Linked DNA regions of Mus musculus: region 2 is linked to region 1. A link is a contact called in public promoter capture Hi-C data. All regions are on one chromosome and are shown on one strand. Each heading gives the region's core, a stretch centred on a gene start, on an enhancer-like site or on the middle of the called end of the contact. The rest is flanking DNA. Distances are from core to core; before and after follow the strand shown. Region 1 has its middle 68 kb from the start of Fras1. Region 2 overlaps Bmp2k (BMP2 inducible kinase).

Evidence for each region. Promoter capture Hi-C pulls out the DNA fragments that hold promoters and counts their contacts.
Region 2: a contact with region 1 is called in a promoter capture Hi-C map of liver, with 2.1 times the contacts expected there. The contact joins two enhancer-like sites. A contact is called at or near these places in 4 of 39 promoter capture datasets (hippocampal neurons, liver and second pharyngeal arch cranial neural crest) and 1 of 115 datasets of contacts at active chromatin or transcription factors (embryonic forebrain).

Annotation. Positions count from the first base shown.
Region 1 is chr5:96,302,577-96,309,548 of GRCm38.p6, reverse strand. No RefSeq gene overlaps it. Among named protein-coding and RNA genes, the nearest start is that of Fras1, 68 kb to the left of the region's middle. Within about 2 kb of position 3,683, at least 7 of the 459 cell types and tissues checked have an H3K27ac peak or open chromatin away from gene starts, as enhancers often do. A contact at or near this core is called in liver, where this site is marked.
Region 2 is chr5:97,001,461-97,008,432 of GRCm38.p6, reverse strand. All of the region lies in intron 1 of Bmp2k (BMP2 inducible kinase), which reads right to left. Among named protein-coding and RNA genes, the nearest start is that of Bmp2k, 7.3 kb to the right of the region's middle. Within about 2 kb of position 3,827, at least 28 of the 459 cell types and tissues checked have an H3K27ac peak or open chromatin away from gene starts, as enhancers often do. A contact at or near this core is called in liver, where this site is marked.

The DNA of each region.
Region 1 (6,972 bases), core at 2,434-4,933:
AAGCACCTGGATATACAGAAAGAGAAAGGAGGTTGGGAAACTATTACATTTGAGATAAAAAGCAATGCTTTTTCTTTTTCCCCTCTGTAGATTGTCTCAGCTCAAACAGCACCCAATCTTTTTTTGTTTCTGTGGTTGGCTCTCCTTGAAAATGTTAAGCTCACCTGACAAGCAAGGCCAGGAAATATAGTAGTTGTTCAACAAACACTTGTTGGATGAGTGAATACTAGTGTATCCACTAAACTGCCTTGTCAGAACATGAACTACCAGGCTCTTGTTACACAGTAAGTGGCAAAGTTGTCTGGAACCAGGATGAGGACCCGATCAACACAATTTGAATTTTGTAGGACCTGAAAATACTGTCTAGATTCAATATAATTGTTGCCCAATCTGATAGCTATGGCCCACATGTAGTTACTGGACATTTGGAATGTAGCTAGTGTAAGCAAATAAATGGATCTGTATTTTAGCTGATTTGCATTTAAATACAAAGAAGCAGATTTGTCCGGTAACTGCGTTGGAGGACAGAGAACTGGCAATTGTTTCCACAAAGGTCCTCTTTGTTCTTTGCCTTGCTCTGCTGAAGTACCTATTTAGTAACAGATTGTAGATGCGACCAATTATTAGCCTGCCTGGGAAGCCTGGGCTTGGTGCAATGCCTGGCACTACACCAAGTTTTTGTTTTATTTATTTAATTTGTTTTATTCATCAGAGTTAAGACTGAGAACAACAGGCAGGTGGAACCAAAAAGTTATTCCTGGTGTGGTTTCCTTGGTGCCTGTTTTTGATGAGCGCTAAGCACGGATTTTCACTGCTGGATTCCTTTGGGTTGGCTTAGGAGAGCAGAGAGGGCTGTGATTGAAAATGCATGTGACAGTTTCTAATCCAGGCCTTTCAGGTTCATTTAGATGTAAATAAGGCAAAACCTACTGCTTTGAGACAATCATTTGCGTCTATGAAAGCATCTTCAAATCCTTTATTATGTGAAGATTCATTCCGTTTATACATAGAAAAAGGAACATGTCGTTCCGCGCCTGTCGGTGTTCAGGTTTCAAAGATGGAGCCTCTGGTCTCACATCACTAAAATTAAACATGCTTTAACTGCACACACCTTGTTCCGGGTGCTTTAACAGATAGGTCACTGGAGAGCAGGTGCCAGGGGTTCTATTCTCAGCTCTCTCGCTGACTCAGACTCGGACCTCAGGAAGGTTGAGGTAGATTTAGACACAGGCTCCTGAATGTGCAATCAGAATGAAGTGCTCGCTCCGGGCTTTGCACCTCCTCTTGAGAGTCTCACAGCGTCTGTGGAACAAGCTGGAGTTCCGCCACACACCGTGTTGACAAGTTCCTGGGGCGTCCCTGGAACCACTTTCTGCCAACATTTCCCAGAGAATCGTCCTTCATTTCTTCTCTCCCACGTGCGTCCCTCTCCTCACTCTGCTCATGCGCAGTGGCTGTTTCTCCGACTTAGACTAATTAATTAATGCCAAGCAAGAAGGCAGTATCCTTCCAGGTCTTCCTGTAAGTAAATGTAGGTGGGAAACCGCCCACATTGTATCACTGCTTCAACCTGTTGAAAGCAGCTGAGCACACTGATCGTATTCTTCATCTGATTTGCGCAGAATTGGCGTTAACCCAAGGACACATATACACCTTACTTGCCAGACCCCAGTCTTCAATTTACTGCATTCCACTCTGCTTCCAGTGCGATCCAGCTTGCATCTGCTTCTAAAGTTGATTTTAGACTGAAGTCTTCTATCTGTTTCAAGACTTCAAGTTTGTGGTCAGAGCTCTTGGGAGTCCTAGGGAGCCAATGTGTCCAATAGCATCAGGGAAAGCATCGTCCTTGTAGACTTCAAGAATCAGATGGAAAGCCAAGAACAAAATGGTCCCCACAGCCAATTTTCAAGGGCACGTCTTTAAAAGTTAAATTTCCCAAACACAGCGTTTATGCTGTGTGAAATGAGCTGCTGCTGGCGGCTTATGAACAGAAGAACAACAAATTAGACTTAGCTTGTAAAGGCCCTCTGGGGGCTGGAAAGATGGCTCCGTTGGTAAAGTGCTTACCACACAAGCGCGAGGACCTGCGTAGTATCTCTAGCACCCACATGAAAAAGCTGGGAAAGCAGCATGCGAGCGGCTGTAACACCTGTGCTGGGAGGGATAACAAGGGCCCTGGGGCTCACTGGCTAATGAGGAAAGCCAAATCAGCAAGCCCCAGGCCAAAAAAAAAAAAAAAGGCTTTTGGGGTCAGACACTCCAACACTGTTCTTTCACTCCTACAGGTGCACAAACAAACAAATAAAATCCTGGTTTCCGGGGTTTCTTGGGTCTTCAGGTATTATCCCCGCGCTTCCTATGGTTGTGTGTGTTCCTAAGAGTCAACTTTATTCTCCCTCCATCTGCTGACTTCCTCTTCTTCCCCATCAGCAGCCGGCTCAATCCCAGCTTCTGTTACCCTCCCTTTATCAGCTGGCTCCACCTGCTGACCAAGCATCTCTCTTCTTGGCTCCTCTGCATCCAAGGGTCAGAGTCAAGCACAAACTTTAAATATGTATTGATACCTTGTCCTAGTCACTCAGTATTGAACTCTACATTTGTTTGACTTGGCAGAAACTCATCACTTTTCTAGGGACCGAGGTGACTAAAATCTGTGAGCATTCCGTTTTGCACACTGGTGCCTTGACCTCTGCTGAGCCCATCCCTCCTGTTTCTCACATGTACTTTCCCTTCTTCATAAGGATGTCTCCACGGTTTTTCTGTGTAAATCTCTGGCTTTTGGCTGTACTAGTCTAATGTTATTTTGCTCTTCACATAATTATAGGCATTCTGGAAAATACAGGTAGCTTTAAAAAGGATTAGTATTCAAAGGCATCTATGACCCACCAGTCAAAATGAGCACATTTTATAAAAATTATGAGTATAAACATATAGCTTAATAAAAAAAACCAACATATAGTTTTGTAAAATTCAGGGAAGCATAAACATTTTTATTCTGCTTTTACTTTCATATTACACAACATGTACTTTTCTAATCTCATTAAATAAATGTGATTGCAAGATTCTGCTGTTATTGCATCATTATTGAATCAGCCTCTGATGTAAGCATATTGACCATTCCAGATTTTATGGTATTGCAATCATATTATAATAAGTGATTAATACACAGATAACTGAATGTATCTGTGGTGATTTCATTTTGTTAAACTCTTGGACGTGGGCTTACTGGATTAAAGGATAAAAGTATATTAATGTGTGTGTGTGTGTGTGTGTGTGTGTGTGTGTGTGGAATAGGATACGACTCTAAATGAAAAAGTTAAATCTCCGAGGGAGTAGAGAGTCACAAGAGGATTGTGGGGACCCTCATGATCTCCTGACCAAGGGCATAAGCCAAGTTGAGGCGGGTTCTAGAAACCCTTCAGTAAGGCCTTCAGTCCTTTAAACTAATTTCTAAAGAGGTCTGCCCCTGTCGGAGTATGTTGATTGGCGATGACTATCAGAGGAGCAGATGGAGAAACACACCTGGCCTCACACGGTTCCTGGCTTCAAGTTCTCCTTTAAAATGAGCAACAGACGTCGCAAAATCTGTAATCATTTTGAACCAGCCTCAGTCCCGGCAATGAGACAGCCTTGACCTTTGCTCTGATTTCTAATTAAATCTGAAGGTTATACTAACTCTGCAGAGTGGGTATTGAATGGACATGAGAAATCTGTAAAACATTAGCACTGTATAGATCCCCGAATGGGGGAGACACAGATAGCTCGGGCACACGCTCTGTCAGCAAAACACTGTGATTTTATGCAGACACATCAGAGAAAGAACCAGAGGTTTTTGTTTTTTTTTCTTTGAATTTTCTATGATAATCACCTATGTGTGATTATTCTCCTACCACTGCACATTGATCCTTGGAAGATACTGATAATATAAGTCAAAATACCTGTTATTTTTCAGAGATGGTAATGCAATTTCCTTTGTAGCAGGTCATCTATTTATGTGCAATTCATTTCCTTTAACTTTTATTGGAATGCTTCCTATGAAGTAGACATTGTGCTTTATTGATTTGCAAAGGGAATACAGACAGAATCTCTGACCTGGAGGGAAGGCAAAAACCTCCTCACAGAAGCAAAGGCTACGCTGCTAATGTGTCCGAGCACATGACTTAGAGCGTAATGAAATAAGTGATGTATCTGAGAGGAAGTGAGTTACACAAAGCCTTGAAGCCAGCACCTGCGAAGCCAACACTAGAAATGTGTCTGCTTATGTGCAGTAAGCCATGATCTGGGGAAAATGATATGCGTCCACGTTCACGTAGTTTAATGCAGAATCCTTCTCACTATTGAACTCCAATGATCGGACACATTCACGCCCAAATCAACACTTGTAAAGACGAGGAAGTACTCTCTTTAGATCCCTCTCCAACGAAATAATAACTCTCTGTTAAGGCTCTCAGTAAACACCAATTTTTTTCGTAATTATAATCAGTGACTTTGTTTGCATAATAGAAGGCCACATCACACATGAAACTGGTCCAAGAAAGACAGACTTAAATGAGCAGATCTGCGTGCAGTTGTAGCTGCCTTCGGGAAACTATCAACAATTCCGTGATAGGCTCCAGGGTTTGAGTTATGTGGATGCTTTTCCTTCTCTCTCTTTCTTCCTCGAGTTGCTGGGTGCATCCTTGTGTGCTGGTTACTACTTCCTCCTGGACCTGTAAAGCAGCAGAGATGTTGGATTGGCAGACATCTGTTCCTCTGTCCAGCCCCGATGAAAGCCTTTCTTAGGAGATAATGCTGAAGTACGTAAGGGTATGATATTAGATATGTTTATGGTGATGCCACTTCCAGTCTTTTTTTTTTTCACACGAAGAACGCTAATTAGATATTGCTGACATTAAATACTCATAAGCTTGAGTCTTCTTAAAATGTAAATGTCTAATTGCTACTCACTTGTAAGCTGCTAGTCTTATATTTTCATAGGTGTCCAGACAGTCTGGGGTCCTGTGCAGCTTCAAAGACTGAATGAATGGATGTCCCTGTAGCCAAGCATGTTCATGCTATAGCTATTGCACAGCTGAAGCAAATCTCTCCATGAGAAATAAATGCAGCAGCTAGAGACACTGGCCCTTTAACCCTCCCAATCACTCAGACTTTGATCCAATTTATCAGGAAATGAGTCTTAAGGAATGAATGAGTTCACAGAATAGATAGTAGCAGATCAATAGATAGTTGGCATCGTACTCTTATTGCCTGCTGTGGGAAGCTGGCATCAAAAGAGGTACTCCTGCCATTGAAAGGCCTTCCATTCTGGCTACATTATCTATCTTATATTATAGATCAATTTTTAGTCATCTTCCTTTCTGATACTACCTGTGGTTGTAGACATGAGGCTCAGCAGTTTGGGACCAGCTGTTGCTGTGTGGTATGGGCAGCCACGTTTAAGCAGACACTTGACTCCTTCAAGGAAATGATTCTCACAGTGCTTGATGGGAGCTACTGTGGCGTGCGTACTCAGTGAATGCCAGTAAGGACGCCATAGTGACTGAAGGGGTCATCCCCACCCCATAAAGATAAAAACTCTTCAAATCGGGAGGAGGGTTGCAGGGAGAGAGATTCAAAATAACACTGAAGGAAACTTTAGTTTTCCCTGACTGAATAGCTCTCCCATCTCTGGGCTCCTCTGATGGCTTTTATACAGTTTTCTTTAACTTGGAGCTGGGTAGGGCATTCCTAAGTGCTACCCTGCTCAATTTAATACCTTACTATAATTTAATGCCAAACAAATAAGTGAGTCTGCATTAAGGTTTTATAACTAATCCCAAGATACAATAATTCCTGTAGGAGCTGGGGGTGTGGCCCAGTGACAGAGGGAGAACTATCACAGCATGGGTGAGGCTGTGGGTTAATCCCTAGCACCACAAACAATGCTTGATGTTATGTGAAAATCTGCTCCAGTCAGTCCCCAGGCCCCCATCCTGCACAGAAGGAAAAGTGTTCATCCCCAGGTCCACAACAGTCTGGTTTCTACTTGCCTGTAAAGTAACTCTCACCTCTCTCTCTCTCTCTCTCTCTCTCTCTCTCTCTCTCTCTCTCTTTTCTCTACCGATATGTGGGATTTATTATGTCCTCAATTGTTTTTGACTGTGTAGTTCTCAAACACATGTAGATCTCTTTGGGTGACTGCACATCTGCCATCCCTTTATCAGAAATAAAAAGTTCCTTCTGATCTGACAAATTAATATTCATCCATGCTCAGCCCTCTGTGAAGCTTGCCTCAGTGTCTATATTATCCACCCATGACTATATCCATATAAAATCCATTTCTTTGAAGGCAAAGACTGGGTTTGCCTTCTTCACTTGATGCTTAGGAGTATTGGACATGATTGTTGAATCATAACTACTAAGTCAGAGACCTGTGGGTGCCCAGGGCTCACCAGCTCCCAGCTTAGCATTTTTTTTATAAGCTCTATCTAGGCCCGTGAGAGAGTCTGTCTCCAAAAACAAAGTGACATGTTCCTGAGTGACAGCTCCAATGATTGGCCTCTGGGCTCCACATACATGAGCATATCCATGTGCACATCCATGATCATATGCACACATGCCAATCAAACACTTGAGTAGACACGCTTTAAGAAATGTTAGTCTATGGCAAGTCCAACTGTATTAGCAGCCTTTCAATGCTGTGGTGGCTAATAGTACCGAACAATCTGACAAGAGTTACCTGGGGGGGGGGGGGGGCAAGCCTCTGGCCACACCTGGGAAGAAATGTCCTGATTAGGTTCCATAAGGTGGGAAGACTCAACCTAAATATGGGTGGCACCTTTATCTGGACCAGGATTCCGGACGGCATGAAAAAGGGAACCCAAGCTGGAGATTCAGTGCTCCCTCCTCTCCCTGACTATGAACAAAGCATGGCTGGCTCCTTCTGGTACCTTATGACGTCACTTCCCGATCAAGATGGACTGTCCCTCAAAC
Region 2 (6,972 bases), core at 2,578-5,077, 700 kb before region 1:
TGGATCAAACTATCACAAATACATAGTTAGTAAATAAATAAATAAATAAAACAATAAAACCCTGGAGAGATGGCTTAGTGGTTAAGAGCACTGATTAAGGCCCTGAGTTCAATTCAGCAACCACATGGTGGCTCACAGCCATCTTTAATGGAATCTCTGACTCCCTCTTCTGGTGTGTCTGAAGACAGAGCACTCACATATACAAAATACATGAATAAAGAAATCTTAAAAAAAGAGAGAAAGAAAATCCAGACCTGGGAGGGTTGTCTTCTGTTTTGTTTTTCTTTTAAAGACAGGATCTCATAATAAAATCCTAAGCAATACTCCTGCACCACCCTCTTAAGTCTAGGCCCCCATGAGCTACCGTATCTAGGTTACTTGCATAGATTCAAAACCTACCATTGAAATAAGATAATAAAAAGATAATAATGTGCTCAAGTATGAATAAGAAGTACTTTTTGAAGAGAAGAGAAGAGAAGAGAAGAGAAGAGAAGAGAAGAGAAGAGAAGAGAAGAGAAGAGAACTCATGTTGAAGACTTGACCCAGCTGGAAATCACTGAATCATGGGCTCTGACATCACCCATGGGTTAATACACTGAATTATAGTCACACAAGGCAACAAGTTCTTGGGAGGTGATGTCCTACAGAAGAAGTGAGCACTGGAGTTGTGCCTGAGGTCCCACACCCTTCTGTGTCTCTGAGATGAACGGCTCCACCTCACCCAGCCCAGAAACAAAGTCAGGGGCCACAGGCTGTCTGACGGTCTGCCTGATACCATGAGCCCAAGGTTCCCCCTCTTCTCTTTACACCCTTCCCATGAAGAGTCAGCACAAAAATGAAACTACAGCACTACCTTTACTAGATTAGAAATAAAAAACACTCGTTTGGGTTGAGATTCTGAAGTTTTTCACTTGGAATATATAAGTAGTATTTTGATAAAAGGTTTTTTTTAAATGCCAAATACTTATCAGTCCACTTGACTATTTGTGAAGATTTTAACTGGGCAGGTTGGATCAATTAACTATAGCACTATACTAATGAGATTCAGAATTTACTATACTCCTAATGTTAATCGACCATATGTGTGTGTGTGTGTGTGTGTGTGTGTGTGTGTATCACAAAAACTTTGATATCCACATTACTGCAATTAGCTATCTTATAAAGTTGTTAGTCATCACAGAAGACATCATCAAAAGATTATGCACAGCTCAACACATGTATTTACCCTAATTCTGAAAACAAAAAACAAAAAACAAAAAGTCCGCACCCTACTGGTTAATCTGTATCATCACTTTCCTGACACCAAGGATAGGACACTAACAAGCATTCAGCAGCAGTCTATGAGGCAGGTCACAGAATGAAAGTGAGTCACTGCATAAGATCACGCTTCCTAGGGAAACACTTCACAGGATTCAGTTGTGAAATATTTCACTATTTTGCTTAACGATTTTAGTATAAATATCTTAATGATTCCAGAGTGAACAGTAAAATCTAGCCTACTGATAATCCCATTCACAAGAAGACAGTTAAGAATGTAAAAGTCCAAGCCAGTCCTAACAAAGGTCTAGCCATCAAGCCCCTGGGAAAACGGGTAACTATAGCATTTAGGCAGGGAAGGGGGTGTCAGAACTCTTTTGCCTCTTAGAAGTGAAGTATGGAAGAATGTCAAGTTAATGACGCTGTGCTATGTGCTATGAACAAAACCATATACACCACGGGTGTTCTCTCTGACCTGGTGCTAAGATTACAAATGTCCTAATCGGAAAGAAAAGTCAAGGTCTACTAAGGTGATAAGATAGAACTAAGTAATTCCAATGTGGAGTCCCAAAGCTAGAGGAGAGCCCCAAAAGATGTTTCCCTTCCTCCTGATCTCTTACCCTCTCAGCCACCCATCCAATTAAGCCTAGGTGCTACCCCCCACCCACCCACCCAAGAGATGGCCACATGCAACTGACCAGTCTCCAAAAGGGTTCTGCCGAAAGAAGAGTTATACACGGCCCAGTTAGAACCACCCAGCTCCTAATATGTAATGACTTCCTTTAGTGGAGCAATACCAGTCAAGGGACCTCAAGCAAGAACATTTTGAAAGCCACACCTAAATAAACGTTAATAAAACTTAAACAAAAATTAACTAGACAAGTAAACAGAAAAAAAAAAAAAAGCCAAAATTCAAAACCCAATCTCATGCAGAGTCTCTGTCCACCTAGTTAATACTATACCTACACTATTATAAAGTACCGTCTTCCAGTTCCTTCCTATTTTAGTTTCTACCAAAGAACATAAAAGCAGGGCTGAGGGCTGGGGCTCAGTGGCAGTGTGAAGGAAAGGAGTAAGGGGGCAGGGGAACAACTGTTAGCTGCAAACCAGCAGAGACAGGCAGCCATATTGAATGCCAGTGAGTGGGTCTGCTCACGGTAGCATTTACTAGGTCTTCTGGTCATGTGGAAGTCAAAGATTCACCTTTCACAAACACACTGAATGTCTACTGTGAGTACAACATGTAGAGGTAACACAGGACAAGCCAACTCCTAAATGGGCTACATTTTAAAATAACGAAAAACTTTTATTGGAACAGAAAAAAATTGAGTAGGTGCTATCACATGAGAAACAGATGCCACACCTGGGGCCATAGGTTGAGACAGGTTTCAGGAGCAAACAAAAGGTTTGCAGTAAAAAATTGTATTAATAAATGTCTCCTACAATACCCAATTTTAACAAGGGGCAGGGGACACAACAACAGGTGTCTGCACTCCAGTCAAATGTAACAATACAAGCTAAATAAAACAGAAATGTCTTGGTCTCTCCTGCCAATTAGATCAACATACCACAGGCTGGGTGATGGACCAACCAGGGCTTCTTAAGCTTTGTCCACCCATAAGCCCCTTCTGCCTAAGAAAGGTACTCGGTATGCAAAACAGATACTCCCATCATGCTTCAGTGACAACACATTGTACAGAAATGTAAAGGAATCTTTGGCACACACAGCTTCCCATTTATTAAAATAAAAGCAAATGTATGTACTAACGCAGTGAGTGTCCTCATTTGCTTAGACACAAGGAATCATATCTTGGCTAAATATTTGATTCTTCAGAACACAAAGTATTTTCAATGTTTGTCCACTGATTGATATTTCCACTTTATAGTTGTTGACGCTCAGTACAAAATGGCAAACATGAGTTTAGGGCCATTTCAGAAATTGTCAGAAAGTCTGCCGTAGACTCAAGCCAAAATTCATTAAACAATTTTTTTAATAAAAATCAAACCAACAATTCAAATAATAATTTTTAAACATTCTAATGTAATGTAATGCAATCCGAATATAAACTAATTTGATATGAGGGATGGCAACAGGAAAACCCTCCCGCTTTGTTTTTCTGTACTTAAAGCACTGTGTTTCTAGAAAAGCAGAAAAGTGTGTCCAGTAAAAGCACTGCAACTCCTAACGCCAACTCTCCACCGGAGCCAAGATGTTGCAGGCGGTGTTTGCTGATGTTGCATGGTAAACCAGCATGCGCTAGGCAAGGTGTGCATGCTCTGTGCTCAGATCCCAGGCTGCAGAGGAGGCCTCCAGAGCACCCCGGAGGCCTTACACGTTTGATTTTCAATTAATTTTTAGTCTTTGGTCATTCAGAAACCTTTTACTGTTGCCAAAATTCTTCACACCCGCGCACACCCACACACACTGTTACATAAGCCACGGGGTGGTGACCCACAGTTTAAGAAGCTGGGATATAAACAAAACATTCATTTCTCACAGTTCTAGAGACTAGGTGGCCTGAGATAAAGATGCAGGCGGATTCAATGTGGCAACCGACAGCTGTTCTGAGAGCAAACCGTCACAAGGCTAGGATAGGCTTTCGCCTGACTCTGAGCTCTGCTCACACTGACCGGCCTCTGGCATACCGTGGGAATGGCATATGATCCCATTTTCAGTCTTCTCATACACTGAATCCCTGTTTCAGGGAGGGAATGTTTCTAAAGAATCGAACTCAACACAGAAAGAACAATTATAAGCACTGGGTATGCACGAGAGGCCAGCAGCCAAGGACCGGGAATCCTGGAGACCTCGCCGCCTCCTTTGCACTCACAGAAAACTCTCTCACAGGTGCACGGGCTGTGCCTTTCTCTGCTTTCATTTGCTGTGCTTTTCTTTCTCAGAAGCCACCTCTGCAGAATAAAGCAAGCTATGTCGGCAGGATGAGGGGACTATGCACAGACCCCAGGCTGGTCTTGACGTTAGAGCAATTCAGTGAAATGACACTCGGAATTAACCTGCCCTCACAAACGTTTAAAAATAATAATAAAAAAATGCAGAGTCCCCTGGCCTGAGTAAAAGATTTTGATGGTCCAATAAAGAGCCCTTCACTGGTACTTTTCAACTTGCAAATTACATCTTCAATTATATTAAAAGCATGTGGTTTGAAACAGAATCCAGGGCTGTGAGCTCCCTCAGTGGACGAAAGCACCAGCCCACAAGAACTGAGTCTTCAAGGTCCCATGGAAGAAAGAGAAAAAAAGTTCCCAAAAGTTAGCCACTCTGACCTCTACACGGGTGCTGTGGCATGCACCAGCACTCTCAAGTCTACAGTAATCATGAATAAAATGAAATACGTTTACTTTTAAAACTCAAACATCATCACAGTTGAATGACCGTGGAAGAGTACAGGAACTTGTACATACAGCAGCAATTAAGATTCTTTCTAGCCAGATGCATTTGACCCCAGCACTCCGGAGGCAGAGGCAGGCTAGCCTGGTCTACAGAGTGAGTTCCAGGATAGCTAGGTCTACACAGATAAACCCTGTCTCAGAAAATGAGGGAGGGAGGGAGGGAGGGAGGGGAGGAAAGATAGAGAGGGAGAGAGAGAGAGAGAGAGAGAGAGAGAGAGAGAGAGTGTGTGTGTGTGTGTGTGTTTCTAGTTTCCCAAAGTTTACTATCTCCTAGGAGAGGTAAGAGACCAACAATAAATAACTATCTTAGTGTTTTTAAGGGCTAACAGGATCACATGTCAAAACAAAAGACTGAACGTGATACAACAGATGAAAGCAAATGGCCACAGGTGTCCAGAGGAAGAAAACAGCTACCATAACCATTACTTCGGAGCAGGGATTACACCAAGTAAAGTGACAGGCAAACACCAATGTGAGTCACAGAGTCACAAGAAGCAGAGCAGCACACTGAGGCTGGAGCAGAGTCCAGGGGTGAAACCGTGAAGGAGGGTCGAAGAGTACCAAGGGCTGCAACAGCCAGGCCCACAAACAGATCAAGCAAGTACAGCTCCACGCCCCTTCTTGAAACAGCCCAGGTTTCCAGGCATCAACTCCACACTTGTCTAAAGTGTGGCTCCAGACGTTGCAGCAAGGGTATCAGGTACCACACACCCAAGTCCCACTAGGCATGTCTTCTCAGACACCTCTGGAACCTCGGTCATTCCCCAAATCTGTCCTGTACTTAGCAAATGCTACTTCCGTTTAAGAGTGGTATAGTATAAGCAAGTCACGTTGACCCTTCTCCCCTCCTCAAAAGACCCTCCAAGGCCCCTTACATTTGAACACTAACGTTTTAATCTCTACTATGTCATTTTTAGTCATTTCACTTTACACATTTCTCAACCATTTTCTATCTAGCAATCGGTATGACCGTAGGAAAATCAGTTACTTTTAAAAATTATTCATTATCTTCCTGTTACGTTTTAGATAAAACCCCAGCTCAGCCTGCTGAGCAAAGCCCCGTACCATGGTCCACCATCACCACCACCTTGGAGCTGTCTCCAACATGACCCATCATCACGGTCCACATGACCCTGCTCAACAAGAGCATCTCCATGTTTCACTGCTCTCTGAGCACGTTCCAGCTCCTGAAGGTCTTCCTCACACAGGGCCTGCTCCTTCTCAGCCTACTTTACAATAGCCCTCTCTCCACAGCTCACTCACCAACACTTCCTTCCTGCCCTTTGGCTTCTGCTAAAGTGCTGAAAGGCTCTTCTTCGTTCCCTAGACTCAACCGTTCTCTCTAAGGCCATATGCTTTCTCTTCACTTTTAACCACATTAACCAAAAGGTCTCTACTTCTTTAACATGTGTCTTCTGCATTACACTAAAGGGCCTACTGAGCTAGAGAATACCTGTATATGAGCCACACTTAATACGAACATGGAACCCAACAATCGTTGATATTTCTGTGAAACTCTCCTTCTATCCTTCCTGTCCTCTCCTGGTAACATTAACTTAAGTCTCTGGGTAGCCAAAGATGATTTCTTCCACTAAAATACTCAACATTTACTACTGCCTTTACTGCAAAATTAAGTGTACAATATGTTACTACTTTCCTATAAAATTAACAATGAGGAGCAGCTAATATTCAGCTTAGACTCACTCACTCCACACAGCCAATGCTTAGAAGGCAGTATGTTCACAGACTTCTGTAATTCTCCAATTACTGAGAGCAGCACAACCATACAGTAGGAATTACCGTCTCCATGCTCTCAGTGCCATGCCTATTCGGCCCAGGGAACCTCAAGATTGATTGGCTCAGCCCATCTTCCATGTTATACTCCTGACATCCCCTTTAAGGCCATTCTCTACACTAAATATGTGGGTGGAAAAAATAACTATCCACAAGAACCAACTTCCTGAGTGTGGTGTGTGGCAAGCGCTCACACTTTGGGACTCAGCTACACTGCGAGTGTCGGGGCCAGCCAGAGCTACAGGAGACCCTGTTTCAAAAGAACAGAACTGAACAAACAAGCATTCTTCCTGCTCCCCTACACAAGCATCAAAACCCTTCTTTGGGATGGACAGATGGACAGCAAACCAGCCCTCCCTCTTAATGAGAGCTGAAAGGCTGCACTGAGTTATATGTGCTTGGCAAGTGGATGTTGTTTCACGCTAAGACGGGCAGGTGACTCTGCCTCATTTAAAAGCTCTAAGTCAGGATTAGTTCAACTCCTGAAACTGAGTCACTTTTTGAGAAAAC